Linked DNA regions of Arachis hypogaea: region 2 is linked to region 1. Evidence: chromatin contacts called from public Hi-C data. All regions are on one chromosome and are shown on one strand. Each heading gives the region's core, a stretch centred on a gene start, on an enhancer-like site or on the middle of the called end of the contact. The rest is flanking DNA. Distances are from core to core; before and after follow the strand shown. Region 1 holds the start of LOC112696699 (signal recognition particle subunit SRP54, chloroplastic). Region 2 holds the start of LOC112696701 (replication protein A 14 kDa subunit B).

Region 1 (3,285 bases), core at 92-2,591:
GCTTTCCTTGTTTGCAGTATGATATGTAAAACTATAGTACTAGTCTGAGTTTATGAATTTGATGCTAGAATTACATTTCTGCATTGTCTATTTCAGATGGCAGATCCTTTGACTGCTTTGATGTATGCAGTACAAGTCATGAATTTCCTCAAGACACTTGTCGTGAAGACACTGAGAGATAGAGAGGAGTCTATGGTAAATTCCAATCCTGTTTCCAACCTAAATTCTTTTGATGACGATGGGCACCACAGCACTTCACAACTGATCCTAAAAGATGACAGTGAAAGTGAAAAGGATTGTAATGAAGAGGATAAAGAATTTGTTACTGAAGAACCTTCTCAACAAAGCCCTAGTCATGGTACAGAAGACAGCTGTGAAACTGAAAGTGGATCCAAAATTTTAGACAGCTGTGAAACTGAAGGCGGATCCAAAATTTTGACGACATCCACTGAAAATTTCATTTCTAGAGAAAATAGGTTGCTAGTTGATACTTGTCCGTGCAATCTCGTCTCGCAGCTTTGTTCTATGGCAATCGGACTTCAGGACTCTAACAACCTTGCTTCTGCTGAGTGTAAGGAGGATCAATCAAATATCTGCAAGAGCAAAAGCCTTCAACTGAATACTTCTAAGTTGATTGACCTTCCAGCAGCAGGATCCACAGAGAAGAACCTTGGAACCTCAATTATTGGCCGTATAAATTCAAGAACGGAGTTGGCCGAAGCTTGGCGTTGAGCCATTGAATGCCATTTGATTTTCTTGATTTGCTGCCTGTGGAACAGATAGCAGAAGATAAATAGTACTCCCAAGGATAATTGAGAGCATTCGCATTGTTGGAGTACTCACATAAATTCCTTCGGTGAAGAGATTAGAGGGTGGATGGGATAACCACTTGTAAAGAGGTCTGTGTGTGTTTTTCTACGTTTGGAACTGTAGTGTTTTTCCTGTTATTGTTTTTGGGTGAGGTTCTTAGCCATGTTTGTTCATTCTATTTCATTAACCAAGCAGAGTTCTAACACACTATTTTTTCTCTCCTCTCTCAAGTATAGAGTTTAACGAATTCTGAATTGCTACATGCTCCTCATTTGGACCAATTCATTACTATTGATCACTAAAAGACTGCATGTTCTTACTTTGGAGCCATGCTTATCCTCTTAGGATAATGATACTATTACCTGACAATCTTGAAATATTGGGATAAAAACGTTGGGTAAGAATGTAAACGAGATTACGAGAATAAGGAGCCAAAAAATCATAATCAACGAATGCAGCCAATTGCATCGTAAAAATAAGTGTCACAATGTAGAATTCATTTAAGCAAGAATTTTCCCAAATCTGATTGGTGTGTATCTTCAAACGTTTCTCTTCACAAGATAAATAGATAGTGATCGCGATTTCATAATAAGAATATGTAATGGAGATATAAAAAACTATTTGGAATAATAATAGTGCCCCATATTCTCAAATATATTAGAAAAATAGGGATTTCATTCCCAGAGTGATAAGGTCATCTCGTGCATGGCACGGGAGTTGAACTAAGCCAAGAAGTAAGAAAAGAAACCACGTAGAGAGAGAATGAAGAAAAAGATCGTTGTGGATAAACAAGATAGAGAGAGAAATAGCAACTAGCACTAGCAGGCACCAGGTTGAGCCTCTCAGCTTCTGCCTTCTGCAGTGAACAAACATGGAGGCAGTACACTTGTCTGCTGTTGCCTCCTGCCATTTCTCCACTTCTTCCTTCTCTCACAACCGAACCTTGTACACTTCTTCTTCTTCTTCTTCTTCTTCTTCTTCTTCTTCTTCTGTCAAACCAAATACGCTATGCTCTCCTTGGATTGGTTCAACCACACCCACTACTTCCTTTTCCACCCGAAACTTGTTCACGGTAAGTTCCAGAAACAGCAATTAATCTCCGAGTATTTCGAAGCAAGTTTGAAACTTTCATAGCATTCAGCTAAAAGAGAATTCGCTTGTGATTGATTTGGCCAAATGGGTCACTTGCAGAATGAGATATGGAGTTGGGTGAACTCCAAAAGCGTTACTGTGAGAAGGGACATGCGCGGAGTGGTGAGGGCTGAGATGTTTGGGCAATTGACCAGTGGCCTTGAGGCTGCGTGGAGCAAACTCAAAGGGGAAGGTTGGTTCTCACTTTCCATTTTTGTTTCTCAAGGGTTATTAGATATTCGTTGCTTGCATACTATGTTGCACATACAAAATACGATAGCGGAAAATTTTATGGAAAAAAATGGTCACAAAGTTAAGTAGTTTAGGTAGAGCAATATTTTATGTAGATACCCATACCATACCATATAGATGAGCAAAAACAAAGTATTTGTTTATCATAGTTCACATGTTATTTAGGGCCCCACAACGGTTTGTGGAGTGTTTAATGAGTTAATCAATTGTGTTATGGATTTCGTTCATTGGGGTGTGTTTGGTTGTGGTGTGCAGAGGTTTTAACAAAAGAGAATATTGTGGAGCCTATGCGTGATATCAGGAGAGCTCTTTTGGAAGCAGATGTAAGATGCTTTTGAGAGTTTGGTACTTTACATGATCCTTTGTGCAAATGGTGTTTATTAGGTAAGGTGAGTTTTGTTGTTGGCAGGTTAGTCTTCCTGTTGTAAGAAGGTTTGTGCAAGCTGTCACAGATCAGGCTGTGGGTGTTGGCCTCATTCGAGGAGTGAGACCAGATCAGCAATTGGTTAAGGTAAAATTATTTATTTATGATTGGAAACTCGTGCCAAGAGAAAGTCTAGGATTACTAGCAATTTTTCAAAGTTTAAATCACCGTGTTACACACATTCAAATTCAGTAGTCTAAAAGTTGTTTTCAAATTCAACTACTTCTACATAAAATTATATGTCAAAATGCATTTGAAATTCGCGGCAAAGAATAAGTCATATGAGCAATTCACCAGTGCTAGTAGATTGTGTGGACAAAGCACCACATAGGAATTTCTGGTGTTCTTCTTAAGTTCTGTGTATAGTTCACATGTAGGGAAGCTAAGAGAACTCTTTTGGACAAGATATTTATATAATAATCTCATTTTAACGGTACTATAGAAATTAACGATGCATCTATATTTTGAGTACTGAAATTCTATACAGGTACGAAGTTGGTGTTGATCATTGGGTTTTGCAGATTGTACACGATGAACTAGTAAAACTGATGGGTGGAGAGGTCTGTGAACTGGTTTTTTCCAAATCAGGGCCCACTGTCATTTTGTTGGCCGGACTCCAGGGAGTTGGGAAAACAACTGTTTGTGCAAAGTTGGCCAACTATCTCAAG
Region 2 (3,221 bases), core at 658-3,157, 260 kb after region 1:
ACTGCTGAATGAAGTTGAGAAAAAAAAATGTGATTTCTAATTTCAAATATACATTCTAAGTTTATTAGATTAAACTTTAAAATTAAGAATTTTTACATTTTATTTTCATACGCATGTAATATTAAAAAATTTGATTATAACTATTGTAAAATTTATATATTTTTTTATAAATGAATGATAAATACCATGGTATTCTATTTTAATTAGTACAAAATTATTAAAAAGAAGTTGCAAACATCTATTAAGAGACAACGTCAAAAATTCCCTTTTCTGTTGAGCCAAAAGAAGGTGTCGAAAATACAGACCATTTTTTTTGTTGCCGGTGGTGAAAAGTATAGGGGTTTGAATGATAAGAATCCCCTATAGAAAAGATTTTTAGAATGGAATGTTGTTATTGTAAGAGCTTAGTTGTTCTCCTCCAACTCTGAATTTTTTTGCTATATTTAATGATAGTTGAGCTGCTTTTTTCATCAATAATAAAACAAAAAAACGAGTGAAACCGTTGAAATTGTATATGTAATAAAAATTAAACTAGTTGCTTTCTAAAAAAGTATCCACGTAATTGAAGTTAATATTCAAAATGATTTCTAAAATTTAAAGACAGACTTAATTTGATCCTCAAAATTTCAATTGACTTAATTTGAACTTCCAAATTTAAATAAGTGACTCACGTTAGTCCTTCTGTTAATCTTTGTTAATGGCACGCTTATTTGAACGCTAACGGAGATTAACAGAAAGACTAACGTGAGTCACTTATTTAAATTTGGGGGTTCAAATTGAGTCAATTGAAATTTCGAAGGTTAAATTAAGTCTGTCTTCAAATTTTAGAGGTCATTTTAAATATTAACTCATGTAATTACAAAAATGCAATAAAAGAGATATTTACTGTCCTGAGCGCCAAAAGTTAGTTAATTTAAGGTTAAATTGTGCCAAAAACTCTTGGCGATGGTTAGTTAAGACCTAAATTATGTCCAAATTTAAGGGTGGCAATTTAGTGTGCTTGAGCAAGTTTTAAATAAATATTAGAAGATTAAATTTTGTTTTATGTATGTATTAATTTATTGACTAATGATAAATTTTTATATGAAACTTAGATTCACAACAGATTAGTCTTTAACCTGTTGAATTAAAAATTATCATGAAAAAAAAAGAAGAGAATGACAATGGATATATATCAGAGTAAGGTTTTAATTCAAATTTAATCATATCCACCATCTAAATTCCTCAATCCGGTCTTATTCGACCATATTGGAAAATAAATTTTTTTTATTCAAACAAAATATTTAGTCTTTTCATATTTCAAAATATTAAATATTATTTATGTATAGTTAGTAAATTAAATTAGTAGTTTAGTAGTACTAAGTATTTGCGTAAAAGACAAAAATTATTCAAATTTTTATTCATTTCATCATAATTATATATTTAAAATTATATATTTAATGCATTAAATATATAATTTTTTATTATTATTATTGTTTCTTCTTTAATTATATGTTTTTCTTTGTCACATATGATTATATTTATTTAATTTTTAGAATAATTAATAGTTTAAAAGAAGAATAATGCTAATAACACAAAGTTATTCTATTTAACTCAATATTTATAATTATATATTTATTATATTTAAAATTATTTATTTATTTTAATAATAAATAAAAAATATAAAATAAAAAATAAATACATTTAGAAAGTAAAAAAAAACTATGTAGGCTAGATGAGTAGGGTTTGTTTGGTATCCAAATTCGACCTTATTTGTTATGTGTTGGGTCGCCGGTATGACCGGATTAGATACCTGCAAATATAGATTGTGGTGTTTGCCCTCATTAAACTTAAATATTGGACATTTATTAATAATATATTAATTTTGATATGCTAATAAAAGAAATTCATTATTATAAAATATTTTTAGTGTTTTTTATTTTGGACATGATTTTCTTAATGGGAATGGGAAGTGTATATAATACCGAGCCCATGTTAGGCCCAAAGAAAGATTGATGAACCCGCGCTCCCTATTCTATTCTTCTTCTTCTTCTTCTCATTTTTGCGTTCCGCTCTGTTTTGCAGCAACCAAGCCATTCACGCAAGGTAACTTTTTCTGTTCAATTCTCTCTTCGCATTCTTCTGTAACCTTACACTAAATTCTAAATAATTTTGTAAATCCGCATTATTAAGCTCAACTCTATTTTCCCGCGTTTACGAATTCTCGATTAAATAATCGTATCCTGTTTGCATTCTCAAAATAACCGCAAAATCTCAATTCCTTATGGATCAGTTCATTTGCGGTGCTATTAATTTCTATAATTAGTGTTGCTAAGCTCACCTATCCCCAATTTTCGTACTGAGAAACCTATATGCTATGTAAATAATCAATATAGATTGTATCTTTTGCTGCATCTCTTGCTATTTAGTTCTTTTTAGTGATATTGAACAACAATAGTATAATCCGTAACTAACTAGCTTATTTTTTTAAATCAAAACACTTTACTATAGTTTGTGATTCTTGTATAATTACAAATTTTCTCGAGTCTAAAGCTGGTGTTCTCTCCCTTATAAGAATTGTATCCAAATATGCTTCTCTAGTGCTAACTACCTTACACTCTAAGAGATAGTTTAGTTTCGAAATTAGTTTTACATAATTGAAGGGTACTTGAGTTTGAGCTAGGGTTTATAAGATAGCATTTTTGTGATGAAAAATCATCTGTTTCATTTGGTTGTAAGATAAAATAAACAAGACAGTATTAGTATATTCATGCTATATAGCTTGTTTTTCTTTAATAAAGTTTTTAAATAATTATTCAGTAAATTACTATTTCTAATCATAAAAGATTCAAATGCTCACAAAACTACCCATAAAAGAAAGAAACTAATAGAAGAAAGTAATCAAAATGTTAACCGGGTTTTAACTCCCGGTTAACATTACTACCACTACCAGCCACATACCCATTCTCTTTTCTCCGCCTCCACAGCCCTCCCACTATCACCATCATCAACACCCCCCTCTCCAATCAAACTCATAACCCCCAACAACCACCACCATCAACAATAGCAACCACCGGCCTCAACCCTCTTCCTCCTTGCTTTATCGCATCTCCTCCGCTCAATAAAGAGCTATTTTTAAAGCTGTAAATGATGATAATAATTTTTATTGTGTAGTCTGAGATGGAATTCAAACATTGGCAAAGCTATTGATTCGATTTATTGGTTACATTTCTTTATGCTGA

The links. Hi-C and Micro-C count contacts between places; a contact is called where the count stands out from the background.
Region 2: a contact with region 1 is called in a Hi-C map of leaf, with 2.5 times the contacts expected there. The contact joins the promoter of LOC112696701 here to the promoter of LOC112696699 in region 1. A contact is called at or near these places in 2 of 8 Hi-C or Micro-C datasets (both in leaf).

The regions. Positions count from the first base shown.
Region 1 is chr6:72,611,405-72,614,689 of arahy.Tifrunner.gnm2.J5K5, forward strand. It overlaps LOC112696699 (signal recognition particle subunit SRP54, chloroplastic), which reads left to right and starts at 1,342. Exons shown (of 15, transcript XM_025749529.3): 1 at 1,342-1,882; 2 at 2,002-2,134; 3 at 2,449-2,516; 4 at 2,603-2,704; 5 at 3,139-3,285. The coding sequence starts at 1,682. It overlaps LOC112696700 (rho GTPase-activating protein 4), which reads left to right. Exons shown (of 5, transcript XM_025749533.3): 5 at 97-1,114. The coding sequence ends at 732.
Region 2 is chr6:72,868,667-72,871,887 of arahy.Tifrunner.gnm2.J5K5, forward strand. It overlaps LOC112696701 (replication protein A 14 kDa subunit B), which reads left to right and starts at 1,908. Exons shown (of 3, transcript XM_025749535.3): 1 at 1,908-2,085.